Linked DNA regions of Mus musculus: all the other regions are linked to region 3. A link is a contact called in public ChIA-PET and HiChIP or PLAC-seq data. All regions are on one chromosome and are shown on one strand. The core of a region is the stretch at or near the end of the contact, and the rest is flanking DNA. Distances in the headings are between cores, read along the strand shown.

The links. ChIA-PET counts read pairs in DNA pulled down with a chosen protein or histone mark. HiChIP or PLAC-seq counts read pairs in DNA pulled down with a chosen protein or histone mark.
Region 1: an H3K4me3 HiChIP or PLAC-seq map of bone marrow-derived macrophages shows a contact between it and region 3, with 3 times the contacts expected there. The contact joins the enhancer-like site here to the promoter of Rab8b in region 3. A contact is called at or near these places in 2 of 39 promoter capture datasets (the 3T3-L1 cell line and fetal liver), 3 of 115 datasets of contacts at active chromatin or transcription factors (bone marrow-derived macrophages, effector CD8 T cells and microglia) and 1 of 9 other capture datasets (pancreatic islet).
Region 2: an RNA polymerase II ChIA-PET map of effector CD8 T cells shows a contact between it and region 3, with 31 read pairs. The contact joins the enhancer-like site here to the promoter of Rab8b in region 3. A contact is called at or near these places in 3 of 115 datasets of contacts at active chromatin or transcription factors (the 230-238 cell line, effector CD8 T cells and stem cell-derived neural progenitor cells) and 1 of 9 other capture datasets (liver).
Region 4: a contact with region 3 is called in an RNA polymerase II ChIA-PET map of memory CD8 T cells, with 92 read pairs. The contact joins the enhancer-like site here to the promoter of Rab8b in region 3. A contact is called at or near these places in 4 of 39 promoter capture datasets (the C10 cell line, embryonic stem cells, fetal liver and 1 more), 6 of 115 datasets of contacts at active chromatin or transcription factors (the 230-238 cell line, bone marrow-derived macrophages, fetal liver and 2 more) and 1 of 9 other capture datasets (liver).

What each region holds. Positions count from the first base shown.
Region 1 is chr9:66,614,460-66,622,324 of GRCm38.p6, reverse strand. No RefSeq gene overlaps it. Among named protein-coding and RNA genes, the nearest start is that of Usp3, 25 kb to the right of the region's middle. Within about 2 kb of position 1,599, at least 165 of the 459 cell types and tissues checked have an H3K27ac peak or open chromatin away from gene starts, as enhancers often do. A contact at or near this core is called in microglia and pancreatic islet, where this site is marked.
Region 2 is chr9:66,556,593-66,564,314 of GRCm38.p6, reverse strand. Usp3 (ubiquitin specific peptidase 3) reads left to right here. Exons shown (of 15, transcript NM_144937.4): 3 at 1,630-1,761. Among named protein-coding and RNA genes, the nearest start is that of Usp3, 33 kb to the left of the region's middle. Within about 2 kb of position 3,879, at least 71 of the 459 cell types and tissues checked have an H3K27ac peak or open chromatin away from gene starts, as enhancers often do. A contact at or near this core is called in effector CD8 T cells, liver and stem cell-derived neural progenitor cells, where this site is marked.
Region 3 is chr9:66,914,234-66,921,955 of GRCm38.p6, reverse strand. It overlaps Rab8b (RAB8B, member RAS oncogene family), which reads left to right and starts at 2,251. Exons shown (of 8, transcript NM_173413.3): 1 at 2,251-2,446. The coding sequence starts at 2,323.
Region 4 is chr9:66,488,785-66,495,595 of GRCm38.p6, reverse strand. Herc1 (HECT and RLD domain containing E3 ubiquitin protein ligase family member 1) reads right to left here. Exons shown (of 78, transcript NM_145617.3): 68 at 6,164-6,266; 69 at 3,469-3,638; 70 at 2,302-2,440. Among named protein-coding and RNA genes, the nearest start is that of Fbxl22, 22 kb to the left of the region's middle. Within about 2 kb of position 3,100, at least 28 of the 459 cell types and tissues checked have an H3K27ac peak or open chromatin away from gene starts, as enhancers often do. A contact at or near this core is called in memory CD8 T cells, where this site is marked.

The DNA of each region.
Region 1 (7,865 bases), core at 350-2,849, 300 kb after region 3:
CCTGGAACACCTTAGAAGGAATCACGATAAGTTGTTAGCTGAGAGCCTGTGGGGACAGCCAGGCCAAGAAGAGTTAATGCCCCTGAGGGAATGACACTAATTTTGCATTGGCCCACATCAGCGTGATGATTCAGACAAACCCACTAGATGGGATTAATCCACAAGACAACTCTTAGGGTGGTTTGGTTTTTCACATGTGGTGAAATTCACATAACATCGGGCCGGCTGTTTTAAAACATAGGACTTAGTGGCATTTAGAACCATCCCAGTGCTTTAACCACCATCTCTACCAAGTTCCAGAACATCTCCACCCTCGGCTGCTTCGAGTTGAATTTATGAGTGAGGAGCTATGAAGTTTCAAGAGAGAGACGTGACTGATTCCAGTGCACTGTGGCAAAACAGGACTTGAACCCAGACCTTCTAATTGCTGTGAGAGAGAAGGGGAACATTTGTCTTCAGTTCTGAGGCTGACTTCTTGCCACCCCCACCCCAACCCTGGCCAGAGTATCTTGCACAGAAATAGGTAGAGCAAGATTCTGCCAGATTCCTTTCCCTCCTTGGTCCGGGCTCCAATGGGTTCTTATCTCTTTAGTGTCCAAGGAAAGCCCCACCTCCTGTTATGTAACATAAATCAACGGTATCCTCATCAACTTGTTCTTCTGAGCGTGCAGACCACATGACACGCTCTTCCAACCCTCAGTAGAACTGCATCTCAGACCATACTCTCCCTCATTCACTCCCTTACGTGTCTTCGAGGCATGAAGACCAGAGTTTGACCTCCAGGCCCCATGTTCAAAAAACAAACAAACAAAAACACCCCTGGATATGCTGGCATTACTTGTAACCCCAGAGCTGGGAAGGCAGAGATAGCCTCAGCTACCAACCAGCCAGCTAGCCTAGACTTATTAGTTAATTCCAGGCCAAAAAAAAAGGGGTCCACTGGTCTCCACATGTAGGCACACACACATTCATGCATGCACACAAATACACATACGTACAAACACATCTGAAAAGATACTACAGATATAACCAGTGATGACATGTTGATGATGGTGATTCATGGTTATGATTTGGAGCGTCGTCGTCGTTAATTCCTTCCTTTTGTACGTTTGCGTATATGCTAAGCTTCTTGGTATACCAACATGCCCTGTGTAAGAAGAATGATAAAGAAGGAGAATTCTTGTAAGCTTTGTTTCCTCCACTCTCCCTCAGAGCTCGACTGTGTATCTGCATGTCTGTTATCCTCTGGCCTTAAGGACCTGTTTGTTCTGCCTTCTCCCTGACCTCTCCACGATGTACTCAGAAATCAATTACCCAGCAGAGCGGGCTCCACTTCTGCTCTCTTTCATCCCCTTCCTAGTGTAAGTTTCCGATACCCATCCCCCCTCCAGCAGTCTTAAGAGGTCACACTGGGACTTCCCAGCCTGAGGTCCCTGGCTCTCTTCCTGCCAGGCAGTGATATCAGTGACTAGCTTGGGCTGGCCTGAGGCGTTCACGGCTATCTAATCTGTTTCCTCCACTCACAAGGCCAGTGTCTGGGCCAGAAGCCTAGAAACCTTCTTGTGGGTCTTGGCCTGATATGATTTCATTACTGCTAAGCAGATGTGTAATTACCAGGGCAACCAGGAGCAGAATATTACTCAGCAGCCTCCACTTGGAAGTCAGCTCTATTTTGTTAACTACCGCCAGGCTCTGAGCTCGCGTCACATTTGTGGTTATAGGAATGTAAACATTTTTCAGTTCTGGGTTTTTCCTCCCTGTCTTATTTTGCCTCTCTTTGGAAGGTCTGGATGACATGTCCAGTCTCTCCTGCAATTTCCCAGCTGCTTGTTTTATTTCCACCAGCTCACTTTGACCCTTTTCTCTTCCCTACTGTCTTTGGATGAGAATTGCTTACAGAAAATAGATGGCTGTTTTTCCACTATATTGAAAACTAACCAGGATGTCAAAATTGGAAATTTCCATTAGAGAGAAAGTTTAAGAGAGCAGTTTTAACTATGTTTATTTTCCCTCCTTGATTTGTGGCTCCCATTCCCTGCTTGATTTCCTGTTCTAGCTCCATGGCTACACACACACACACACACACACACACACACACACACACACGCACTCACACACACAGGCACACATAGAGGCAAAAGCACATACACAAATACATATACACATACATAAGTACACACACAGGCACACACAGACACATACATACACACATACACATATATACACACAGGCACATACAAGCACATACACCAAAGTACAGGTATACACATGTTCAAGAACACACACAGAGGAGCGGGCGCTCCCCAACTTCCCTGAGAGCAACTGCCAATAGCCCAGCCTGTCTGGTGTAACTTCTCTTTCTCCTGTGACTCTCAGAGGTCTCATCATGAGGGCCAGGGAGGTGGTCCCCTCCCTCAATTCCAACCAGCATCACATGGTCCAAAGTGCTCTTATTCAGCTGCTGTCCCGGTTAATTATTCTTTTAATCTTTTCTCCCCCCACCCCCCAGTACTAAGGACAGAAGGTAGGGATTTGCACATGCTAGGCAGGCAGCCTACTGCTGAGCTATGTCCCCAGACCCTTAAAAATATTGTAAAATACTCATTTATGTATCTTGCATGTATTTATATGTATATGAGCACATTCCTGCCATGGTGCACATGCAGAAGTCAGAGACAATGGCATGACTCCCTTCTCTCCTTCTGCTACTTGAGTCTCAGAAATTGAATTCAGGGCATCAGGTTTGGCAGCAAGAGCCTTAATCCACTGAGACAGCTCACTGGGCCTCCCTCCCCAGTCCTTTAAAACTCTGTGTGAGTGTACATAATGTGTCCAAGCACAGGTGTAAGCATGCCTGTAGACCAGAAGCCAACATCAGGTGTCTTCCTCAACTGCTCTCTGTCTCAGTGTTTGAGACAGGGTCTCTCATTGAACCTGGGACTCACAAACTGGGAAGCAAGCCCCAGGATCATCCTGTCTCTGCCTCCCCGGTGCTGGAATTACTGACGTCTGACTCCGCCCCAGCCCTTGTACCTGGATGCTGAGCACTGGACTCAAGTCTTCATGCAAACAGGCTGGTACCTTAATGGCTATGCCATCTTCCTGGCTCATCTAGCACCTTTTGAGTTTGTATTGTGAGACAGAGTCTCATTAAGTTAGCCAAACTGGTTCTGAACTCACTCTGTAAGCCAAGATGCCCCTGAACTTGAAGTCCTGAGTTTCAGCTTCCTGAGTGACTGGGATTACAGACCTGTGTTGCCAGGCCTCAATCTTGCCCCTATTCAAATATCTGTTAATTGGGTTCTACTCTTGGAATTATGTTACTAAGGAAGTTGGCCATCAGCAGTTTAGGCACACTTGCCTTACCTAGCACCCGACACTGAGATGTTAAATACTTCAAGTCTAATTGGATAGAATCAACCCCATCAAATAAGTAGAGGGCCAAGCAGCAGCTCCTCAGGTAAGGACCAAGACTTCTCAATAGCAGCCCAGAGGGTTCTCCCAGGCCTGAGGGAAGGGGTTCACAGTGCAGGGCCTCTGCTGGGAAACTGGGGGTTCCCCTCTTAACTCTTAACTATTTTTGTTTTGTTTTTCAAGTCAGGGTTTCTCTGTGTAGCTTTGGCTGTCCTGGAACTCACTGGCCTCGAACTCATAGAGATCTGCCTGCCTCTGCCTCCAGAGTGCTGGGATTAAAGGTGTGCGCCACCACCAACTTGGCTAACTTTTGTAACTCTTGTTCTGTGGGCTCTTGTTGGCTTCTCACAGACACAGTCTTGTTTACGTGTGTTAAGTGCCCAGCAACTGTTCTGTTTTCTAAAAATTGGAAACAGTCTCTGCCCTCAAAATGTTCCCCATCTGCTAAGAGTGGATGGTCACAACACTCCTCTGGCCTCTGAGGTTGGACCAGTGAAGAAACTGATCCAGGAGCCCAATAAACTTTAAGTAGCAGTTCATTCTTCTCAAAGCTGGATAGAAGGATGTGGAGTCCAGATGCTCTCTCCCCCTTTCCTACCTAAAACAGCTGTTCTATGCAAAGCAGGGAGTCCCCAGAGGACTTGCCGGGAGGTGATAAAGCTAAACTTATAGAGGAGAGGCAAGAGGGAAGCTGCTGAAGGATACATGGAAGCTGGGATATTCCTTCATGGGGAGTGGAGGAAAAGTCCCCTGAATGAGGCACACCTAGCCTGGCCTGCAGGGATTCAGGAGTCCCAGAACAAGACAGGGTCAGTGTTTGTGTGTGTGTGTGTGTGTGTGTGTGTGTGTGTGTGTGTGTAGCACCAGCCGGCTATCAATACAGCCAGCAGGAGGCAACACTGAGTCAGGGCTTCTCAGAGTACCACATGGGTGTGTTACCCAGATGTGAATGTTTGAAGAGGCACCACCAGATACTATGAGGGAGGCATTGAGGGTGAAGCATTTGCAAGGGATTGGACTGACTGGGAGCATGGAGATCACTGTTTTAATGTGTTAAGGGCTGGGGAGTCCACGGTCTTCCCCAAAGGCAGAATTTCAGGCTACTGACACCTGAAGGCCCTGGGATCCTGCCATCTCCCCCCTGGGAGGACTAGGCTGAGCTGTGTGACCTTTGGATGATGCTAGGGGTGCTTGGTTTAGGGCCAGGAACAGGAAATCGCATTCTGCCTACACCTACCTGTTCTATGTGTCGGGTGCCTGTTCTGTACATGGTTTTCTTTATATTTAATCTTTATAGTCCTGTGAAGTGGGCGTCATGATGTCCAGTTCACAGATGAAGAGCTTGAGGGTCAGGAGGATAAGCCGTTACTCTGAGTTATACCAATATTAGGGGCTGTTGCTGCTGATATCTAGAACCCAGGTCTGCACCTGGGACTGTAGGTCAGTGGCAAAGTGCTTGCCTAACACAGGAAGACCTGGTCCCTGGGACTGCATAGAACTGTATGTGGTATACACACCTGTGATCCTAACACTCAGGAGGTTGACATACTCATTGAGGACACAACAGTGACTTATTAGTCCCACATCAGACAACTCAGTTCAGATCATTAACTGTCTCCTGTTTCTGACAGTTACATGTCTTCGTCCTCTGAAAACCTGCAGGGACTAGTCATCTCTCTGTCACTGGGGCACACGGTCACAGTAAGTTTGCAGATATGATCTGACTTTTAATTGTGATTTTAATTGTGGTCCAGGCAGCACCTCATTCTAACTCAAACACAAGACATGTTCCCTTAAGGGAGCAGAGACTAGCTTCCAGACAGGAAGGAGCTGCAGGGCAGAAAAGGGAACTGGGGGTCGGGGGAGACTGGTCCTTTGAAAGTCACTTTCCCTGTGAAGGTTATAGGCAGGAAACTTATCACACAGGCTGACCCTGCTCTTCGGGGAGAAACCTCTGTGCTCCTATTTCTGAGAAAGAGCTAGTTTTCGCTGGTAACTTTGTACAGTACCTTTGGTGTAAGTGACTCTGTTTTTGTTTGGTTTGTTGGGTCTAGAAGAGCACAACTCAATGATTTTCGAAAACTTTAACATGCCAATAACATTTTAGGAATTAGAAATGGACAACAGCTGAGATGGCTCCGTCCGTCAGTGTTTGGTTCTCAGTCACTGTTTAAAAAGCTGAGCAATGTGGAATAAAGTGGAATAAATTCTGCAGAGACAGGTGGATCTCCCTGGAGCTGGCTGGCCAGTCAGCTCAGGCTGTGGCACAAGTTCCAGGCCAGTGAGAGACCCTGGATCAAGAAGATGGGGGTGGGGGAAGAGATGGCTCAGTGGGTAAAAAGGACTTACTTGCCCTGATGACTCGAGTTCAATCCCTAGAATCCATCCTGTGATTTCTACACATGTATTATGGCACATGCATGGCTGTACTTAAACACACACACACACACACACACACACACACACACACACACACACACACACAATTAGAGAGAGTGCCTGCAAGATGGCCCTCAGGTAGGGGTGCTTGAGTCTGTTCCTCAGAACACATGTGGTGGAAAGAAAGAGGGAGCCAACACCTGCAGTTTTTCCTCTGACCTCCATATATGTACCATGGCATACAGATGCCCACATACATGGACACATACACTTAGTAAAGAATAAAAAAATAAATAAATGCATTGCTTTTTTCCAGCCTTTTTGACTCGGCTCAAGGACAGTATCTATTCTTACCAGTTTAATAACTAAATATAATTAAAAATTTTTAAGTGATGGTGCCTGAGAAATAACAGCTGAAGATGAATGCTTGCACACACATGAACAAAAGCACACACACACACACAAAGAGAACTGGAGACAATAGTCAATATAAAAATACATTCACAATATATCTTATGAAAAATAATTCTACTTTCTAAGTTTAGGGAAAAGAATGGTGCCATCTTGCATTTCACAAATTCCTATTGGCTGGGGCTGGAGAGATGGCTCAGTGGGTAGAGCACAGACTGCTTTTGCAGAGGACCTGAGTTCTGTTCCTAGCAAATAAGTCAGACAACTTACAACTGCCAGTAACTCTAGCTCCAGGAAATCTTATGGTTCTGGCCTCCTCAAGCACATCTAGTCTCTCTCTCTCTCACACACACACCACCACCACCATAGACACAAATAAATCTTTTAAAATAATCTCTATTATTTGGCTTACTGCAGTGTGCTTTGGCTGGCATGCACAGGGAAGAGCTAGCTTCCCACAGAGCTGTAACTGAGGAGGACTACTTTAACAGCCCCTTCAGGTAACTGTGGCTGGGTCCTGCAGCCTCCACAGCACACTGATGGAGTGAGCGCAAAGTATTGTGAAAATAGCCTTAACCTCTTAGACTGCCTGACAGGCCCTGCTGTTCCCTGGATCACGTTTTCAGAACTACCACCGTGGTAAAAGTATTACACACGCAAAGAATATACATAATGGGAAGAAATGAAAGCAGCCCGACTACTGTTGTCATCAGTGGTAAGTGAAGCCATGCACAAAACAGGTGTTTAAGAAATGGATGTGCCTGCCTAAGCGCCCTGACAGGAGAGGCAAAGCCGAGTCACCCAGCTTCCTGTTGTGACTTGTGTCACATCAAACCTTCCTCCAACCGGAGCCTTTTCATTTTCTGAAACACTTGACTTCAGACCAAAGATTAAAAGCCTGCTTCCTGTTTTGAAGTAATGTTTGTGCTACTGCAAAATGCCCCACAAACGGAGGATTCCATAAACACCGGCCTCAGAGGATCTGACAAACGAAACGATCGTCCCCTGAGAGATTTGGAAGCACAAATCTAAAGTGTGTTTTATGTTTAAAGCTGGGCCTTTTTACTGGAATAAAAATCTTTCAGGGCAAAAATAACTAAATAAATAAATAAAAAAAATCACCATCCTTCTGATCACCAGTTACAAACTGAAAACAGTGAAGAACTTTCTAGAAGCCAACTAGGCCACTGAAATTATCCTCATCAACACATAACCGTGTGGGTTACAGGGAAGTAGACCAAGAGTCCTGTGAGTGGAAAAGTTCCCTATGGGTTCCACCCTCCATTCCCATCAGCCCTCACCCGCCCCCACGCACACTCTCAAGGCTTCTCATATGGGAACAAGTGGACAAAGAGATCTCAGCTGGAGCTTGCTGGGATGGCTCGGCAGGTAAGAGCACTAGCTACTCTTTTGGAGGTCCCTGATTCCATTCCCAGCATCTACACCGTGCTGTAACTCCTGCTCCAAGGGATTAACACACTCTCTGGCCTCCATGGGCACCGGCACACAAACTCAGCGCAACATATATACATGTAAGCAAAACACTCTTATACATGAAATATAAATAAATAAATTTGGAGCAAGAAGTCTGAACTGAGAGGACAGAATCAAAGATCACATGCTATCCCTGTACTTAATTACACACCCACACAAGTAGTAAT
Region 2 (7,722 bases), core at 2,630-5,129, 360 kb after region 3:
AGCATATGTAGGTTAGTTTACCTTTTCAGTTAAACTGCAAGGGCTTCCTAACAACACTGTATAAGTAGTGAGTGCTTCATGTGCCTACTCTAAGCAATTGGTTTGTTATTTGGACTCTGAATAAATAGTAGTTAAATGTATGGGAGAAGATGCTAATGAAATAACCATTCACACTTGTCTTAGATTATTTAGTTTAATTGCCCAACAATGTGATACATGTACTATAACCTCAATTCACAGGTGAGAAAACAAGTACAGAAATTTTAATAACTCATTGTGCTTATACAACTAGTATGTGAATTTGAAAGGCTAGTTTTAAGCACATACCCTTGTTATTTTATTTTAAACTCAGTCTACTTTGGGAGACAGAGGATCCTTGGTGTTAAAGTTCATGGGGGAAAGGTATAAGAAAAAAATGGTTGAATTCTGAATTGAGGTTAAGGGTGTTAGTTTTTCTGGGGTGTGGAGACTGGACTTAGGCTGAGAGCCATTCCTCAGTCTCAAGGTAAGTGCAGCTTCTTGATTAACTACTGCAGCTTGAGATGAAACTTCCTGCTCTAAGTCTGTTATTTTGATGCCAGTGAACTAGCAATTGTTTCTTTACCTGTTGAGTTTTTAAGTAATTTCCACCTTTTGCAGACTAGTTGTTGTAAAGGAACTGGGATGTTTTTGTGTCCTTAGGAGTTTTTTATAGAGGTCAGGGACAACATTCTATAGTCTTTAGGTAAAGTGTAGATAAATGAGGGTGCATAGATACTTACTTTGGTTTTAGTTTCCCTGCTATAATAATTTATTAGGGCTTACAAGATGGCTTAGCAGGTAAAGGCACTTGACATCAAGTCTGATCCTTCTGGTTTGACCTATTAGGTAGGGAGGGACCCTACTCCCATGAATCATCTTTTGGCTTCTGCTTATGTACCATGTCATGGACAGCCACTCACTCCCAAATAAATAAATGTTATAAAGCTCTGTTTATTAAACTTGAGTTGGAAAGTTATAAAATTGGTAGGAATATAACCAATCACTGGCTATGTTTGCTTACATGGACAAATTGCAGTTTTTCTAACACAAGTTGATTTGTGTTTTGTTTGGATTGTTTTACACAAATGCATTTCCATGTGTGTTGGTGATGAGGCATTCAGAGGAAAAATCTGAAGCTGTATCCAGGAGACCACAGATTGCCATGCTTCTGTCTGACTTTCACATTGTAGGTGTAACTTCAGCATATGGTACTGGGGAAGGAGGTTGATTATTTTAATGTACAGACTTTTTATTTACTTATTTTAAAATAACAACTCCAAGCTGGGAATTAGCAATTTGAGAAAACCCTTAAATGAAAGACAATATAGGGGAAACATCAGCATAGAAGATAGTATAAATAGCACTGAAACGAATTTGGGTAGCTAATACCTTTCCTTGCTTGTCCCTAATCAAGGCGTAACTAAAATTTGACTGTAGTATTGAGTTGCAAATTTGAGTATACTTTAAGTATTTAGCTTAATATATCACCAGGTGATTAACTTTTTTTAAAGAGTTATTTTTCATTTTAATTTGGTTAACAATTTCATCATCTTTGACAACTTTCCAAAGCAATATTTAAATTAAAATAATTTCACTTGGCTTTGTAAGGTATGTGAATGGCCATGCAAAAAAACATTATGAAGATGCACAGATACCCTTACTCAACCATAAGAGATCAGAAAAGCAGGAGAAAGCTCAGCATACAGTGTGTATGGATTGCAGTAGCTACAGCACATACTGGTAAGTTAATATTTTCTGGAAATGGTATTGTTTTTACAAATGTGTTCTTACAAGTTAAGCTTCTTTGTTTGAAAGATTGTTTTGGTAATCTTCCCTATCTCTTTTCTACTTCCTGAGAGGTAAATGTCAAGAATTTAGTGTTTACAACTCAGCATTTCAGGCTCCCCCTGACCCCCATGAAGTGTATTAGACTTTAAGAGGAAGTTGGAGATAGCCATGCCAGGTGGTGTATACTGGTATTCCTTGCACTATGCAGGCTAAGAAAGATTCTGAGTTAAAGGTCATCCTGGGCTACAAAGCTAGATCCTATGTCCAAAAAAGAATAGATTGTGAACCGTGTGGCTCCTTGTAATATAATGTATGTGTCTGTGTCATATAAATGGTAGTAAAGTCCTGTCTATTTTGTGACTGTTTAGGAGCAAATTATTTAGGCTACAAGCAGTGTTCAACAATTTGTTACCCATGTAGTATATGCAGAGATGTTTATAGTTTTAACTTTTGAGTGAAGCAGATTTCTTTCTCATCATAAATTATGATGAATAATTTTTCACCTTTACTTTCAATTCTAAGGGCTGCTGACATTGAGGGGGGTGTTTAGAAGATCCTTTAGAGTTATGTATTTGCTCAACAGTCCTTGAATTTTACATGAGGGCAATACTGAGCAGGAATGGGCATTTAAAGTACAAATATCCCTGTTTGTTGATTTGCTTTTGGTAAGTGGTTTGAGACAGAGTTTGCTGTTTGGTCTAGGCTGGCTCCTACCTCAGCCTCCTGAGCACTGTGCATGTGTTGCCTTGCCTGTTTCCAGGCATCCCTGAGAACCACACTTTCTGTTGAAGGGCGTGCTAGTCCTTTCTCACACTGTCTGTGGGAAGATGTCCAGCCAAGGGAAGAAAATTAAACCAGTGCTTTTTCAGGTCTTTTAATGTTTTACAGGTTTAGCATAGTTGGCATTTAACTATTGAATAAATCTGTAAAAGGTTTAAGTCATTCAAACACCTACTCGTTTAGTGGTCAGACCTGGAAAAGATAGAAGGGAGAGAAACTTAGAGGCAGATGAAGATTTTTGTAAAAATTAGTATTTTCTGAGATGTTCACACACAGGGCAGTGCTCACTACTGTTGCTTGCTGATGTGGAGTACTTCTTTTCTTTTCTTCTCTTTTCTTTTTCTTTTCTTTTCTTTTCTTTTCTTTTCTCTTCTTTTGATTTATTTATTATATGTTAAGTATACTGTAGCTGTCTTCAGACACACCAGAAGAGGGCATCAGATCTCATTACAGATGGTTGTAAGCCACCATGTGGTTGCTGGGAATTGAACTCAGAACCTCTGAAAGAGCATTCAGTGCTCTTAACGGCTGAGCTATCTCTCCAGCCCGAGTACTCCTTTTCATAACAGCTAAGCATTAGCTCAGTTGGCTGCTGTTGCTTGAACCCTGGCCTTAAATAAACCTCTACCCGGACTCACATCCTAGCCCTCCATTAATCCCTGCCCCATTAATCCAAGAATGGTACAGCTTCTTGTTTTATAGAATCAGGTGTTCTGTGTTTATAACTACTTTTGCTTTAGAGACAGCAGAAATTCAGGTCATTCTTGAATGTCTTTATCTCCCTATCATAGTCATAAGTCATGCCATTCTGTGTGGTGCAGGTGCTGACAGCATTCATTCTTGATATCAGTTAGTGTGCAGAGGATGTTCAAAAGGAAGCTTTGTAAATACAGTTAAATCTGTATACTATAACAAATCATTGTTGCTCTTCTTGCTGTTGGTAAAATTCTAAGGGAATGGTAAGTCTTTGAGGAAATCTTAAGGATCAGCTTAATGGAATTAAATTATTTTCATAGGGTGCTATAAGAACATCTGTTAGATATTTTAGTGGCTTTGCAGTTTTGTTAACTAGACATTGGAATTTAATTTCCTTTACATTGCTATAGTGTACTAAGGTAGTAGACATAATTTCATGGACAAGTTGATTTAGGAAATATTAGCATATACCCAGGAGTGGCAGAAGCTTCTTGGCCAATTGCCAGTCTTTTGTGTGCGGTTAAACAGAGCTGTAAGTGTGTGGCTACCCAGAGCTTCTGAAATGCAGGAAGGAAGCTGCAGCTGCACGGGTCACATTAGTGCTACATTTGTGGGCTTGAGAACAGAATGCCAGGGAACCACCCTGCAAAATTACACTGCCATATAAATACCCCAAAGGAGCTGATGACTGTTGTGAGATCATGAAGCTTTGGTTAAAATTAGTATTTCTATTATACCTTAACTAATACAGAGAAACAGATTTCTCTGAGTTGGGGAATTGTATAATTTCCCGGTGTAGTTTTATGAATTTCTTTGTACATCAGTTTCTGATTGCTAGACTGGTTGATAGGGTTCAAAGGAAAAAAAGTTTATATATTTGATTATTAAGCTGTGTGTATATTTGATTATTAAGCATTTTTACTTCAGCTTTTCCTACACTTCTACCCCCAAGTAGTAGGAATCAAACCCAGCGCCCCGGACATGCTCAGCAAACACTACTAAATTATATCCCAGTCCGTTTTTTTTTTTTAATTTTTTAATTTAAGACAAAGTTTTGCTAAAATTTCAGGCTGGTCTTGACCTTACTCTATAGGAGCCTAGGATTTAGCCTCCCAAATGCTGGAGTTACAGCTGTAAGCCACCACACTCAACTGTGAAGCCCTCCTCACCCCTTTATGGTTTGTGTTATAAGATATTCTGAGGCTTACATTTGGTTTTGCCCATATATGTTCATGTGCGTGCACATGTGTATGGAGTTCATAATTGTTTGGATAGCATTGCTCTGGTACCTTGTGTTTTTGAGACAGGCTCTCTTGCTGGGACTTGTAATTTAGGTTAAGGCTGGCTCAAGGGATCCTTCTCTCTCTGCCTCCCCAAGTCTGGGGCTACACACACACCCTAGCCTTTTGCATGGGTATAGGGGATCACACTCAGGTCCTTAGAGTATGTAATAAGTGTTTAACCAACTGCACCATCTCTCCTGTCCTTGCTTACAGTTTTTGTCTTTATTTTCCTTTACTGAGAGTCTTGCCCTGCCCTTTCCTTCCTTATGAGTTATCATGAAAATTTCCTTCTCCTAACTCCAGCTACGGGGAGTAATCTCTACTAACTTCTAGCTTCTGGAACACTTGTCACTTCCTGCTACATGTCACTAATTTGTAAATCTCCTTGGAGACTACAGAGACCCCTCTCAGATCTTTCTATTTTCCTCCTTGTTTTATGCAGACTTGTTTTAGGCAATGTCCTTGCCAAGTATGTGGATAGTCCTGGGGTCATCTCTAGTACTGGGGTGGAAAAGATTTTGATAGCTACCTTTAAAACAGGAGAAAGGTTGCACCAAGTCTGTACTATGTCCTTTGATCATCACAGAGGACTGAAGCCACATGACAGAGGCTAAATTCCTTTCCCTCTGAAGATTGGTATCCTTGTAGGCAGCTCTTCTTAATTCTGAAATAAGCAGAGCCTCCAAAGAGAAAACATATACTGTGAAAGTTGTGGTCTGGCTGGGCATAGTGGCGCACGCCTTTAATCCCAGCACTCGGGAGGCAGAGGCAGGCGGATTTCTGAGTTCAAGGCCAGCCTGGTCTACAGAGTGAGTTCCAGGACAGCCAGGGCTACACAGAGAAACCCTGTCTCGAAAAACCAAAAAAAAAAAAAAAAAAAAAAAAAAAAAAAAAAAAAAGTTGTGGTCTGGCGGCACAGGCCCCCGCTCCTTGAGACAATCCAATTAGCATGAAACAGATAAATGAAGATTTCAATAAAAGTGAAGATCTTCCCAGGATTTTCATATAGAAACTAAGTTTCAGTTTCTTGTTTGTTAAGTACTGTTTCTCCCTTCCCATCCTGTTCCCTTTCCTACCAAATGGTATTACATGTGGTATATTATTGCAGTTGAAAAGAAGCACAAATTAAAATTAGGAGTTTTGTGTAAGTAGACATATAAAGGTAATAGATTAAAAATACTAAACAAATAATTCACTGATATCTGACCTAGTCAACTCTAATCTTTGTAAACAGTAGCTGAATGTAGAAATGAAGAGTTAGGAAAAGAATACTAAAATTACTAGAATACTTTGTTCCCAAGGCATCTTTTCAAACTATTATGAAATATGAACTAATTCATGTCTAAAAACTGCTTAAATTTCGGTTATTTTTATTACCACTGGCCTGCTTTATCATCTTAAGTTATAATTAAAAATTAAAAACAAAAATTTATCATCAAGTAAACTCTTTAAGTATAGATTTTATCCACCCTCCCCTTATTTTTGTGTTTTCAAGAGGGCTTCTCTGTGCAGCCTTGGCTGTCCTGGAACTTGCTCAGTAGACCAGGTATGCCTCAAACTCAGAAATCCCGTTGCCTCTGCTTCCTGAGTGCTGGGATTAAAGGTGTGTGGCACCACTGCCCAGCTTTCTTTCTCTCTCTTTCTTTTTTGTCATCCTCCCTCCCTTTTAAGATGGGTTCTTGCTCTGTAGCCCAGGCTGGCCTCACACTCGTGCTTTTATCCTGAGTGTTGGTATTGATTACTTCTCCCCACCCTGCTTCCGTTTTCCTCCTTTTCCATTTTCTTTTCCCGTTGTAATGGACAGGAGTGGGATGGTAGGAGGAACCCTCACTATGTTGCCTAAGCTGGCCTAGTCCTCATGACTAGCCGGGACAATAAGCATAGACAGTGTCTTAAAGAATGCAAAGCAGAGATTTACTTAAAAATTGTATTTTGAAGTTTAAAAAGAAACTTTGTAATAGAGGTGACCTCAGATCATGAAAAGCTTCTTTAATAAGACAGTGCTTATCTGCTTTTAACAGAGGAAAGGGTATTTTATCTGAGTATATTTTTTTCATATCCATAATTGATATTTGAGGCCAAGACATCAGCATTTAATAAAAGAATTAAAATATACATTTGATTTTTAAAGACTTTAAAGATGTTAACTGTAATTAGTTTGAAACATGAAATCAGAATATCAGCTTGCTTTTTTTTTTCAGTATCTGCCATTTATAATAAAGTGCTTGGTTATACTTGTAAATAAAGAAATGATACACATATGTATAGAAAGGAAATTAAACTTTAAAAAAAAGATTTAATTTATTATATATTATATGTAAGTACATGTAGCTGTCTTCAGATACTCCAGAAGAGGGGTGTTACAGAAGATTACGTTACAGATGGTTGTAAGCCACCATGCGGTTGCTGGGATTTGAACTCCGGACCTTCAGAAGAGCAGTTGGTGCTCTGTTAAGCTCTGTTAAGCTGGGTCATTTCTTCAGCCCAGGAATTTAAAACTTAAAAAAATCTGCTGTCCCTTTTGTGAAGGTACTTTCTGCATCCTAGATGGTTTCATTTTTTTTTTTTTGGTGGTATTATACATGCTTATTATATGAAGAACTTGCTCCTTCACCATTACTTAATAAAGTCACTTTATTTATTTGATGGTTTCTTCTTTCACAGGAATGAAGGATAGTTTTCATTAGGTATATTTTATTAGTTCATTAAGAATTTAAAGTTAATTAGTAACTTCCATAATGCTGTTAACAGGAACGTAGGAAGAAAAGCCAAATGTCTTAGAATGTTAAAGTTAAGAAAGGTGGAGGCTTTTCTCAGTTTGGATATGATATATATGTTATTCAGTATAGTAGTAGCTGTGAAATTAAGTGTCAGGAGTGTATTAAAGCTTCATGTGGCTAATACTGGATAATTTAGCCTCAGTATATCAGAATTTAACATTATGAGTAAATTAATTTTATGAAACCTCAAAAACCTTAAGGCAGAAATCTGATAGAAGCTCCAGAAAGAAGCCAATTTCAAAGTTAAATAATTTTTTGTTAACTAGAATAATTGCAAATAACTGTGCCTTAAGATCAAACCCATTAAGATATTTTAATAGTTATATATTTAGTAGTAAAGTTAATTCCACTCGTTGTTAGCCAACATTAATTAC
Region 3 (7,722 bases), core at 1,002-3,501:
TACATACATATACACAATAAAGATAAAAAATGATTTAAATTTAAAAATAAAGTTAGGAAAACTCCAATGGACTTTGAAGACTTCTTTCCTTCTGTTCAATGAATGAGGACCAAGGAATGGACCTGAGCCATGGACCATTCAGACCCTGGTGAAGCCCTACTCAGAGGCATGCTTCAGAATTTGGCTTGGGCAAAGAAGCTTGATTGATGCCAGAAGGCAGGGATCCCTTCTCCAAAGGGAACTTAGTCCTTCCTCAGAACCATGACTTTGAAGGCAGCTTTGACCTAAGGCATACTCTAGACATTAGATATTAAGTTGGCAAAAGTAGCTGCTGCCCTCTGGGCATTGTGTGATCAATAAGTATGAGCTAATGATACCTTTCATCTTCTCTCTACACTGGAAGTGATGGTCAATATTAGGAACAACTAAATTTTCTGCTACAATAGGACCAGACATGCAACATTGCTGATATTGTACATGAAGTCACAGGCATTGTTGAATCTTAGAAGAATTTGTCAATGTGTTCAATTAACTGTCCAGTTTTTTTATTATTATTCTAATGATTAACTCCACTGCTTCCTGTAACAACCTCTGCTAGAAGGTATTTCCTTGTCTCTAAGGTAAGTTTTGTCCTAGAGGGTTTTAGATAGTTTGTTGTCAGGCAGGGCCCCTTTAATACTCTTAAAAATGGAGGCATCCAAAAGAATTTTTGTTGGTGTGTGTGTATGTTAGGACAGTTGGTATTTAACATATTTTAAATTAAAACTGAAAAAGAAGCAGAGATGAGACAGAGACTTCTGACAAGATAAAGCTCCTGGTCCCCCTTAGCCACTCCTTCCTCATGATCTGGATAGTAAACCCTTGTCTCACAGGGGCTTGATCTGGCTGGGTTTCTGCCACTTGCAGATAAAAGAGCACTGAACAATAAAGAATTAGTCTAGGGTAATAAATAATGAAGGCTTGAATTGAATACATCAAAGTGCTATTTCCTCCCTTCCTTTTGCCACCCATTAATTGAAAGCCTCCTGAGGAGTGATAAATTTAAACGCAACTAACACCTACACTTCACAGCACCTTACCAAGTTTCAAAGTGCTTTCACACTCAGTATTTAATTTTCACTACAACCTATGAAGTAGTTTGTTTTTCATTCGTCTTTACAGATGAGAAAACTGAGACGTGTCAAGCCTGTGAGACTTCACACAGCTGTGAAGTGGCTTAGCAAAGACTAAATCCAAATCTAAATCTCTACATCTTCTATGGCCAAAGTTCCCGTCACCTGTCTCAGGTGGCGCTATTTTATAAGCTGTTCGTAGCACAAGCCTTCCCACATCTTTCTTCTCTTCTCTTCTCTTCTCTTCTCTTCTCTTCTCTTCTCTTCTCTTATCTTATCTTCTCTTCTCTTCTCTTCTCTTCTCCCTCTCTCCCCTCTCTCCCCTCTCCTCTCTTTCTTTCTTTCTTTCTCTCTCTCTCTCTCTCTCTCTCTCTCTCTCTCTCTCTCTCTCTCCCTCCCTCCCTCCCTCCCTCCCTCCCTCCCTCCCTCCCTCTCTCTCTCTCTCTCTCTCTCTTTCTTTCTTTCTTTCTCAAGAATTCATCCTCCCGCGGTGCGCGAGGCGGTATCTATGAAGCAGAGCCTCTAAAATGATCATCGCATTTGGCTGTGGCCTGTAGTTCAGAAGGCACAAGTGGGAATGAAATTAGCCCGCTAACATCACTCCTTGAGCTCTATAATTGAAGGGCTGTGGAAGGGGGCCTAGGAAATGGGCGGGAACGGGAGAGGCTGGGTAATACTCTGCAGCTAATTCACAGACTTCGTGAACCTTTGCATCTCCAAAGAAAGCTTGCCGAGCTCCGGGTTCAGGCAAGTAGATGAGCGAACTGCAGGACTTAGATTCCGAGGTCTTGGATTTGAAAGATGCCCATAAACAAAGAAACAACAAAGTCAAGTTCCCTTGGCAAAAGAAGAGGAGTTTGAAACGAAGCGTCTTTTCCCTGTAAGGATGGAAAGTCTTAACACACCACCCTACATCACTCAGATTTGTTATCCAGGGAGGTTGTTCGGACAGTTTGGGCGAGGCACGCCCGCGGCTCTCCCAGAGTACTACAAATCCCATAAAGCCTCGCGGGGCGGAGGGTGATGACAAGGCGCGGGCAGATTGGCTGGGACGGGGAGGAGCGAGCCTGTCGCCTCAAGAGGGTGGGGCGAGAGGCGGGGCGGGGCGCGGGTGGCTTGGCAGACACGCCCCCTCGCCAGAGGCCCCCCCTCCGCGCTGCTTTCCACCGCCTCCTTGCTCTTGGCGGTCAGAGAGGGCCGGAGTGAGAAGATGGCGAAGACGTACGATTATCTGTTCAAGCTGCTGCTCATCGGCGACTCCGGCGTTGGCAAGACCTGCCTCCTGTTCCGCTTCTCAGAGGACGCCTTCAACACCACCTTTATCTCCACCATCGGTGAGGGAGCGGCCGCGGCCCGGGACGGGAGCTGAGACGAGGGGGGCGGGTGCCTGGGGGCCTGGGAGAGGGCACGCGAGGGCTTGGCGACCGGAGAAGGGGACCCCGAAGGGCCGCGGAGAGGGCAGTGAGAGCCGGAGAGGCTGAAAGGGACGGATGGGGATGCGGAACTGCGGACGGACGAAAGGGAACCGGAGCAATCGGAAACCAGGGGTGTTGGGGACACGAGGGGGCTCCGGGGCGGCGGCGGCAGCGGCGTCCCAGAGGGACGGAGTCGGGGGAACACAGGAAATCGTACGGAAAGAGAAGGAGGGGAGGGAGAGTGAATACGAACGTGGGTTAGAAAGACAGGAAAGAGGAAGGAAATGTGAAGAGGGAAATGAAGGTTTGAGGACTCAAAGAGGGGCTTCAAATGAAGTAAAGGGGCAGAGGACACCAGGGACAAGAGAAGTGAGACTAGGAGGCGGTCAACAGGGAATTGAGGGGAATGACTGACTGAATGATCAGGAGGCAAGCGATAAAACGACATTGACTCTAAAGGTGTGAACAGAGATGCCAAGAGAAAATGCAGAAGATTGTAGGTGGGAGAAGGACTCAGGAGGACCCGAGGGCGACTTGAGGCTACTTGGTGGAGAAAGTGAAGGCGAGCTGAGTGTTAACTAGAAAGGAGAAGGGGAAGCAGGGGATGCAGTGCAGGGGTTGAGAGATCAGAGAGGAAATGGAAAACGCGGGGCTCAGGACTTTCCCTAGTAACTGGGAACGCTGGTTTCCATTTTCTCTTGACATCTTTGAATCGAGATTTAAAAAGTGACTAATGATGGAGTAATGTCTACGGGGTGTTAAAAATCTTTTGAGTGTTTATAGGAATTAAAGGGGCTGGGGACTTTGGGAGATGATGTGGTTAGAAGAAATTTATTGTTCACCGCCTTATTCCGTGTCTTGGGAAGCAGCAGTAAGTTTCTCAACTTTGTAAATTCTTGAGCTCGTGTAGTTGGTAACATCCAAGCCAAGTGATTGACTGTACATTCCGCCTGCCTCCCTGTGTAGTTTCCTTTGATTCTAATTACTTTGTAGGTGAATCATAACATACTGTATATTTCCCAATTACTTCTAATTGACTCAAGAAAAAAATTTCTCACTCTTCACTGGGAGCTGCTCTTGTATCTTCAGTAAAAGACATTGTGTGCAGGTAAACAGGATCTTTAAGTTGTAAACTGAAGAACACATCAAAACTGCTTTTAAACCTTCAGTAGGATGACCTTAACATTATTTCCTTTGTTAAATAGCTGCAGTCCAGTGGCCCACTCACTCATCAGCTTTTTGGTTGTCTGGCCTCTAATACTAGCTTATTTAAAGCATTTTTCAAATGGCTTTCCAGGTGATCCACAAGTAATGGGGAACTAGTGTGTTGACAATAAGTATGTCAAAGGGGCTGGAAAGTTGCTATGGTGGTTAGGAGGATTTGCTGCTCTTACAGAGGACCCAGGTTTGGTTCATAGCACTCACTTGGCACCTCATACTGCCTGTAATTCTAATGGAATACAACACCCTCTTCTGGCCTCCGTGGGGACTAGACATTTACATGGTGTACATACATTTATGCAGGAAAAAAACCTTGAATTAAAAACAAAACAAAATCCGTGTTTAAATATTTGTGGCATTTGAAAATAGGTGACATTTTAAAAGTAGGTATCGAGCACTTTCCAGTGTAAGTATTGGTAAAGAGTCTCCATGGTTTATTCTGATTTTTTTTTTTCCTACAGACTGAATGGAAATTTGGGTGTTGTGATATCTGGGCTGAAGGAAGTTTGAGTTGCGAGTTCTTGGCAGTTAGTCTTGAGTGGGACTTTTCTGAGGAAGCAGATTTTAAATGTCATCTCCCTTCTCGAAAGTGTATTTGTAAGAGACTTGGTGCAAGCTGGTACAGCTGCTAAAGGACATTCATTTCTGGTATCAGTTTCCAAGCCCCAAAGGACTCTTCTTCAGTGTTGACTGCATGCTGCAGCTCAGCTTGGAAAGGACAGTTCCTAAGAAGTTAAGGGTGGGGGACAGTGTCTGTTCCACGTGCAAACTTCTCAGAACTTTCCTCCTGCTTCAACTTTCACAACTGAGTAAGTCTGGGGCAAGAGAGACGGCTCAGCAGCTAAAAGTACCTGCTGTTCTTCTTGGGGACCCAAGGTTAGATCCCAGCACCCATAGCAGGTGGCTCACAAATACCTGTCAGCCAGCAACTCCAACTCTAGGGCTCCTGACTCCTCTTCTGGCCTCTCTGGGCAGCTGCGCTCACACGTAGACATCTCCCACCCAGGCGCACACATGGGCACATAAACTTTTTTAAAAGGAAAAAAAATGAAAAGAAAGTGACTAAATCTCACTAATACAGCATGTTAAATTCCTTGGATTCCTCGGCAGTAGATTTACCAGCGCCCTACTCCCCCCACATTTCTTGTAAGGACCTTTTAACACTATCTTTTAAAAATCACTTTTCTTGGCTAAGGGTTTAACTGAATTATATAGTATATGCTTAACATGGACGAGGCCTTGGACTTAATCCCTAGCCACCCCACCCCAACAGATCTCTGTGTGTGTGTGTGTGTGTGTGTGTGTGTGTGTGTGTGTGTGTAGTGTATTACATTTCACACTTTAAACGTTACATTTAAAACATTAAAGCAGGTACCCTTCGACAGCTGAGATTAGGAGGTATATATACATGGTGAGTCTCATGTGAACTCTTGGTCTTTGTACCTTCTGTGTGGTGAATGTGGTGAATATAGTGTCAAGCTATGTCTTCAGTTGATAGGAGGAGGGAAACTCCCATATCTTTTACTTAGCCCCAGAACTCCAACAGGAAGTGGTAGCAGACAGCCAGAGAACTTATATACCTGAAAGCAAAATGCTGTGTAGTTGCAATTACGCTTGAACAGTCGGGTGAAGTTCACACTACTCTCGAGAAAAGTTCCACAGACTCCTGACTGGCCACAAGCACAGTTTCTAGCAGCAATGTCACTCCCGATAAGCTCCACACCACACCTCCATTATGAAGTTGTTTCAGTGACAGTTGGTGACCCTTCTTTTCCTATCATAATTTAAGTGTCCATTTGTGTAAAGTCCTGGGCTTTACTGTGACTGAGCTTGACAAGGTCTTCTTGTAGTACTGCTGACAAATTTGATAAGCACCACGCCCCAGGAAAGAGCTCTTCTGAGGGCCTGTGTTTGTGTGTATTTGGCAGATACATCCCATGTCTGCCTTTTACTATGAAGATATGCTTTTGCTTTAATTGTGCATTGCTAGTGTTTACGTGTTTAAAAACAGTTCTTTTGTCTTTAGACTGTGGATGGGGGATCCATGAAAGAGGAGACAGTCATTTTGAGTCTAGGTTCAGTTGTCTCAGATACTCTTCGTTTCTCAAAGGTTTGCCACTTGGAGTCCTTCCTGTTCTTTGGCGTGACAAAAGGTAGCTTTTCTTTCACGTGGCTTTCTGGAACTCTTTTAGTCTATTAGTCAGATAATACTTGCAAATCATGAAGTAAAGCTGAGTTAGTCACTTGAAATTACAGGCCTAATGCCTCAGGCCAACTAACTAGCTCAAATGTTGGAAAAATTAAAAAAAAACCAAAAACTTTAGATTGACTCCAGCCCCTTCCCTTACATAATCATAATTAACAATTAGGTGAATATTTATAAATATAATGTTTAGATAGAAATGGTGAAACTATTTCATGTATGTTTCCTGAAGGTTATGGGTGCATTTTAATATGGATATGAGGGCACCCAGACATCTTGAAATGGCCTTGTATTAAACAAGGTGCTGGTAGAACTGAGAGGACCCAACTCTGCCCTACAATGGGACCTTCTAAGCTGATTCCCTTCCCCGTCTCTCCTCTGCCCTGCCCCCTTCTTCCTGTTAGGTATTTCCTGAGTGGTTTCATTATTTAGTGTAGTCATTGTTTGACGTGGAGTGAGTTGTAGAAATGATCCACTTTATGCCCTGTCTCAGCTTGACAAATGCGAATTCTTCATCTCCAGCAGAGTACTACTGAAGCTCCAAGTCCAACTCTGTGTCTCGTTCATCGCTGGGATGAGTTTGATCCTCTCTGTAAATCCACATTTTCCTGGGAGTAGTTGGACTTGCACAAGTGTCTGTCAGGGTGGGAAGTTAAGGTGTTTCCATCTCCATTAGCATTAAGGGAAGGGAAATGGTCCTGAGAGACTCTGTATGGGGAGGGATAACTCCACATACGGCCTTTATTCTTCCTTCCAGGCCTGGAGTTTCAGGTCAAGAGATCATAGTGCACCCTGCCATTAACATTCCTTCCACATGTGAGATAACTCATCAAATCATTTCGTAGCCCCACACTGGTAATTGTTGATGCAAAATGCCAGCAGAGCACTCTTAGGCATTTTGTCTATACCACTCACTCTCCTGGCTTCATTTGTCTTTGAGTCAGTTTATCCAGTATAGCCTATGGGCCCGATTGGGCCTGCAGCCTGCTTTGTGCTAAGAGTGTTTTCTCATTTTGTTTTTTGTTTTTGTTTTTAACATTTTAAAAGAAGTTGTTAAAAGTAAGAACTATGAGGAATACACATTGAAGACCCTCTGTGACCCACCGTGCTCAACAGTGTTTCCTAACTGGTCCGCTGTAGAGCCAGTTTCTTGACCCTTGCTTAAAATGTAAAGCTGCTTTTAGTTGGTCTCATTCCAAAACTTTTATCAAGACTTACTAGCTAAATAACCAACTGTCATATTTACATTTTTATCTAAAATGATGTCAACATCTGGCTGAGCATAAGCCAGATACATAGAGGAATTTGATTTTCATCTTCATAGTTGTTTTCCTTGGTTCCAACTTCTCAAACTAAAATACCAAAGAGCATGCAAGTTCAAATGGAACATTTTGTGCATAAAGCCTATTTTAGTGTCTTCATGTTCTTCCAGGGCTCCGGGTAGACTTCCCATTTCAGTGCTTGTGCTGCTAGCGATGTTAGGCAGAGGAGGCCTTCGTGGTGAGTGATAGAGGGTTACCCTCCTCTCCCTGATGTGTGTTCCAGGCCATGAAAAAAACCCTTTCTAGAAATGCAGGCATGGGCAATCTGAGTGTTGGGACGAATATGGATCTGTCTTAAGTGTTCTTTAATAAAGAGCTTCAGCCACCCTTTGACAGGCAGCAGTTTGGGGGTAGGGGTGGGGAGGAGGCGGGTTTAAGTGGTAACAACAGCAACATTGTCTTTATACTGAAAAACGCAGGAGGGGAATCAGCTTGGATATTGTTTTAGA
Region 4 (6,811 bases), core at 1,851-4,350, 430 kb after region 3:
CTGTCACTGAGGGGTGGGCTTTGAGGTTCACAAAGCTCATTCCAAGCCCAGAGTCTCTCTCTTCTTGCTGCCTGTGGATCCAAATGTAGAACTCTCAGCTCCTCCCTCCAATACCATGTCTGCCTGTGTGCCACAAGACAATGAGCTAAACCTCTGAAACTACAAATACACCACAATTAAATGCTCTTTTATAAAGGATGCCATGATCATGGTATCTTTTCATATCAATAAAACTAGTTTTTACAGAGAGTATAGTCTTTAAACCTTAAAAGAACAAGTATCATAAGCCTGGCAATGGTACTGTAGGCCTATAATTCCTGCGGGAGTTCAAGACCATCCTCGGCTACATGCTAAGCTTAAGACCAGCTTGGCTTACATGAGCCCACCCCAAAAATCCAAAACAATGAAACAAAACAAACACACACAAAATTAAAACAAAACAAGAACACCCCCCCCCCAAATAAAAAACATAGCAAACCTGGTCTTTCTTCCTTTAATTTTTTCTGTTTGAATAAAGAGACAAAAACAGCCGGGCGTGGTGGCACACGCCTTTAATCCCAGCACTCGGGAGGCAGAGGCAGGCGGATTTCTCAGTTCGAGGCCAGCCTGGTCTACAGAGTGAATTCCAGGACAGCCAGGGCTACACAGAGAAACCCTGTCTTAAAAACAAAAACAAAAACAAAAACAAAAAACAAAAACCCCAAGAGAGAGAGAGAGGGAGAGAGAGAGACAGAGAGAGAGAGAGAGAGAGAGAGAGAGAGAAAGAGTTGGGGGAGAGGGTAAGTTCTTCCTTTCCTATTCAGTAATTGCCAATCTCATATTAACGATGCAAATGAGACCAGGTATTCATCTCCTTGGTGAGAGTTAGTCCTTAAGAAAAAAAATATCTCTGAGGAGTCTTCCCCAAGGATTTGCTGTGAAAGTAGGGAGGTAAGAAAAATGGAGGGGACCTCTAAGCACTCAGTCACACATGGCTTCAGAAATTCTAGGACCTTAGGCACCAGAGGCTAGCAAGTAGAAGATGAGGGCTTGGACAAGAAGTAACACAAATATGGGAATGATACAATTAAGGAAATGACTACAGTTGCAGGAAATGAAAGATAGAGCCAACCAGAGGGTCTTATTAAAGGAGACAACTGCATTTGTTTTTGTGTATGCACGTATGTGCAATGAAAAGGTCATTCCTCAGGATGACTATCCACCTTGTTTTTGGAGACAGGGTCTTCTTCCATTGGCCAGGAGCTTGTTGATCAGGCCAGGTTGGCTAGCCAGTGAGCCCCAGGGTTTGCCTGTCTATGCCTTCTTAGCACTGGGATTACAAATTTGTGCCAACACTCTTGGCTTCCTTGTGGATGTTTGGACTCAAATACTGGTCCTTATGCTTGTGTGGTATTTTGCTGAGTAAGCTTTTTCCTCAGTCCTGCCATATATTTTCAAGTCTTTTAAAAAAATGACTATAATGATTTTGTAATACTTAAAGAAATGTTAAAACTAGAGGCAGTCACTATTCATATTTTATGATGGAATAAACTGGCAGTAACTAGACTTGTATTGAGTCACTGAATAAACATCTTTTTGCTAATGGCTACTGGAGTGACAAATATAACACCTCAGAGCTTTTATTTTATTTCGTTAGTTTTTCAACACAGGGTTTTCCTATGAGGCCATGGCTGTCCTGGAATTTGCTCTGTAGGCTTGGCTGTCCTAGACTGCTTCCTGAGTGCTGGGATTAACGATGTGAAGCACCTCCACCCAGCTCTCCTCAGTTCCTTTGTGATAGTAAGTCTTGCAAAGCAACTGCCATCTTTTTATTGGTGTGTTTTGAGAAAGGGTTTTCCTACCAGCCCTAGCTGACCTACAACTTTCTATGTAGATGAGGCTGGGCTGGAATTCACATAGATCCCTTTGCCTCTGCCTTCCAAGTGCTGGGATTAAAGTTGGATCAGGATGGCCAGTTCTATTTGCTACCTTTTTATCGATACAGGTATATTTATACTTACCTATATAAGTGTATGTATACTTAGTAGAAGCTCTAATTTAATTAATTCTTGTTTGCCTAAAAAACATGCTGATTTCTTTGAGGACTGAGAGAAAGAGAGGGCATGAAGTTTGGCTATATACTGAAGTCTGCAGAAGAAATGCATGATATGAAATATTTATGGTGCTTGTAGCAAAAAGAATACTCCAAGCCTTGATGCATTTTAGACATGTTGGATGCAGTGAGAACTGCAAGCAGATAGAGCATCACGACACGACTGAAAGTAGAAGAGCAGCTGGAAGAGCACAAATGGTCCGTCTCACCTGGTGCTCTTGGTGGGACTGGTGGGGCTGTCCATGCAGCACTGTGGCAACGGCCCGCTGAAATCTGGCGGATGTTTTTCCCTTGCAGAACTGTTACCAGGGTTGGTTCTCGAACGTGGTTGGTGTGGCCTAGGCCAAGCTAAGAATAAAAAAGCAAATGCACAGAGATTGAAGAAGCAGAAGGCAGGCCAATGAAATCTATTAACATCTGAGTCATGCATCAACTTCAATAACGAATAAATTCAGCCGGGTGTGGTGGCGCATGCCTTTAATCCCAGCACTTGGGTGGCAGAGGCAGGTGGATTTCTGAGTTCCAGGCCAGCCTGGTCTACAGAGTGAGTTCCAGGACAGCCAGGGCTACACAGAGAAACCCTGTCTGGAAAAACAAAAACAAACAAACAAACAAACAAACGAATGAATAAATTCTGATTTCTCTATCACAGTAGTAGTCCTTATAAGTTTAGACTGTCCCCTAAAAGCATTAGTCTTAACAACTGGTCACACTCTTGAATTCTTGGAAGAGGTATCTTGGAAAGGGTAGGAGTTCTTGTTAAGTGAAAAAAGAAGGCTCTCCAGAACTCTTACTTAAGACACACTGGTTTCTGGGTACACAGATATAAAATATACATGGCTCCAATTCTCTGCTCTTAGCAGCAGCAGTTAAGTGTTCAACATCAAGGAAGATTTTGTCAAAACCTAACCAGGGAATTCCCCAAAGGCTCCTCACCATTGGTTCTCCTTTCATCAAGATTACTGCAACCACAACTTCCTGATCTGCTAATGCAGGTATGAGGAGAATGTAAATGCTCACTAAAACAACTTTGAATAAGAGGGTCTCTGATCTGAGATTATGGGAGGAAGTGAGGATGGCTCTGCTTGTGGGCTGAAAACCACTGTAGAAGCATCAGTCTCTCAGACATCTCCTACCAACGTCTCTCTTCCATATACAGATAGACAGAAGGACTAAGGACACAGACCTGAAGTCTTTTTACATTCTCTTCATTTTCATTCCTGCCCTTACTCCTGTGACTACAGGGGATGACAAGATTTCTTGCACAAGCAAAGGATTCTCTGAACACTAATATTTTAAAATACAAAGACACTCTTACAAATAAACAACACCGTCAGATTTCTAGAGTATGCAAGAGCAGCAAATATGCCATTTACCTGCCCTTCTGAATTGCTACCCCAGGCATAAACATCTCCAGTTGATGCCAAAGCAAGTGTGTGTTCAGCTCCAACAGCCACATCTTCAATGACCACTCCAGCCAGGACAGGGATTTGTTGGGGTCGATTATGATTACGAGCACGTCCCTCAGGCAAGCCTATCAATCGGTCTGGAAGAATAGCAAGAGGAAGTGTTATAGATGGCACCCTGAAGTTTGTGTTCTGTAAGAAACCATTAACTTCTTGCCTTAGAATGACAATCATGCAGGACCCTGATATAGCTGTCTCTTGTGAGGCTATGCCAGTGCCTGGCAAATACATAAGTGGATACTCACAGTCATCTATTGGATGGAACACAGGGCCCCTAATGAAGGAGCTAGAGAAAATACCCAAGGAGCTAAAGGGGTCTGCAAGCCTATATGAGGAACAACAATATGAACTAACCAGTACCCCCCAGAGATATATCTCTAGTTATATATGTAGCAGAGGATGGCCTAGTCAGGCATCAGTGGAAGGAGAGGCCCTTGGTCTTGCGAAGATCATATGCCCCAGTACAGGGGAATGCCAGGGCCAGGAAGCAGGAGTGGGTGGGTTGGGGAGCAGGGCAGGGGGATGGTATAGGGGGCTTTGGGGATAGCATTTGAAATGTAAATGAAGAAAATATCTAATTAAAAAAAGTGTTTTAATACACACACACACACACAAAAGAATGACAATCATGTACACAACATGGTGCAAAAACCTGCTATTCCAGCAAAATACACTAAATTTTAAGTAACAAGTCTGAGGCTATTCCTGTATGAAATGTTAGTCTTTTTATTTATATAGAAAATTAAAACTAAAGTCAGTAAGTCAAGGCAAGAGGGTTTTTCAATACTCTCATATTAAAAGGACTGACACATGTTCAACAAGGCCTTCAAGTTTCTTGTGTTCTTAAAAAGAATGACATTCAACCTGTTTTAGCTCAAATTTCTACCCCACCTCTCTCTTTACCCTTGTTGCTCAATAACCTCCAGGTCCATTAGGCATGGCATCCGACATCTGACCTCAATTTGTACAGCTGCCCTAAAACTTCCCCTCAAAACCTTGAGTTGACTCCTGTCTGGTTGCTGCAGTGGCCTCTCAGATTCTGGCCATAATAATCATGACACATAATTGTCTGAAAATATGGCCTGAGCTCTCCCAGGTCCCTGGAGACTCTTCATTATCCTTGCTAATATTCTATTCAAAATCTTCCGTGCTAACATTCCCTAGAATTCTACTCTGTTCTTCACTCTACATGTTTTCTGGGATTCTTAAATCAATGACTAAACCTATTACCTATTACCACTGTGTAATCAGTATCCTAACCTAGATACGCATACCGAATCCCTTTGGAGTCCTAGATACAAATTCCCAATGACCTGTTGGAGATCTCCATACGTATATCTAGAACAGAAGTCCCTATATGGTGGCTATGATTTGGACATAAAACGGTCCTAAAAGCTTATGTGTTGAAGCTATGGATCCAAACTAATAGTGCTACTGAGAGGATGCTAATTTCATCAATGGATTCGTCCACAGCTGAATGGTTACTAAGAAGTCAGACCTGGTTAGAAGAAGTAGTATCATTGGAGGAATATCATTGTTTTTTTCTTATATTTATTTATTTAAAAATATTATTTATTTTCATTTTATGTACATGTTTGAGTGCCTGCACGTATGCCTGGTGCCCATGGAGACTAGAGGAGCGTGTTGAATGCCCTGGAATCAGAGTAGAGATGGTTGTGAACCACATGGGGTACATGCTTGGAACCAAAGGCAGGCTCTCTAAAGAAGCACCAAGTGCTATTAACCACTGAGTCATCTTTCCAGACCTTTATTTATTTGCTGCTGCCTCTTCTTCTCCTCCTCTTGTGTGTGTGTGCACACATACAAGCCAAACTATATATGTAAAGGTTAGATTATTTTTCCTTTTCCACATGTGAATTCCACAATGGAACTCAGGTCTTACGCTCGGCAGCAAGTGTCTTTATACAGAGAGGCATCTTGCCAGACTGGAGGCATGTGTTGGAAAGATTATCTTGTCTCTAACCTTTTCCCCTTTCTCTGCCTCATATCTATCACAAGGTGACTAGCTTTGTTCAGCCATTCTCTTCTCTCAAGAGAATCTGTTTCTTCATGAACCCAGGAGCAATGGGACCATAAAACTACAGACTAACTCCTCGGCATCTGTAAAACAGAACTACACACAGATCCTTCTGCATCCATAAAACAACCACCTTTCTTCCATTCTGTCAGACCCTTTGTCATACCAAGGAAAAAGCAAACTCACACAATAACTACAGCAAGTTCCTTCCCTCCTGAGCCAGCTCTTTCCTTACTCAGAGGACTCAGTGCTCTGACAAGGGAGAAACTCTAGTCACAGTTGACTTCATCTCTCACACTGCCCTCACACAGCTCTCCATCTCTACAGCCTGACAGCAGCAGAGAGGAGGAGGTAGAGCTCTTGTCAGCCATTCTTTCATCAAGGGTGAAGGCTCTCACTTGAGAGTTAATGGAGAGGAATTTGTCCCTGAAAACAAATTCATCAAATAGGAGCACAGAGTAGCAAGAGAACAAGGATAACACCACTCAGAACTCTGTATGGACCTAGAAGGCAAACATTTTATAATATACACGTATAGAAAGTGATGTAGGTGGGAAGATATCTTACCTTGACCAAAAGTGTACACATGACCATCTTTAGTCAAAGCCACAGAAAACTGAGTTCCACAAGCAACCTTTTTAATTCCAATTCCACAGAGGACATCAACTTTCTGTGAAATAAAAGTATAAAGTATATGTTTGAAAGGGAAAAAAAAACAAACAAACAAGCAAAAATATCTCTTAAACTTTCCTACTGGCATTTATAACATCAAATACTGTCTTCAATAAAAAGGGCAATTGTTACTGATTTATTTTACACAAGTCATATTCCTAGAGACTCTTTTCCCCTACTGCTCTGGTCAGTAACTGTGTGAGAGAGAATGCAAGTGTCAGGAAGTCTGGTTAATGTCCTTGGGAACCCATGAAGTGGAAGCATTCCACTGAGTAACAGAAACCAAAGAAAACCATGACCTTTTAAAACAACATTGCAAGCTCCTGTGAGACCACAAGCAGCTTCCCATCAGTTTGCTTTGCTTTTAGCTTTCCCAGGTGGTAACAGCTGTCTTCTACATTCCCCACAGATGAAGTTGAAGTTGTCTGCTTTTTTGCACTCCTATTGAATATTCATCAAAGCAACTATTAACTTGTCACAGACTATATATGATAGTAAACTGAAGTTGAAAACAAAGTTATAAATTATGTCATGCTATTTAAA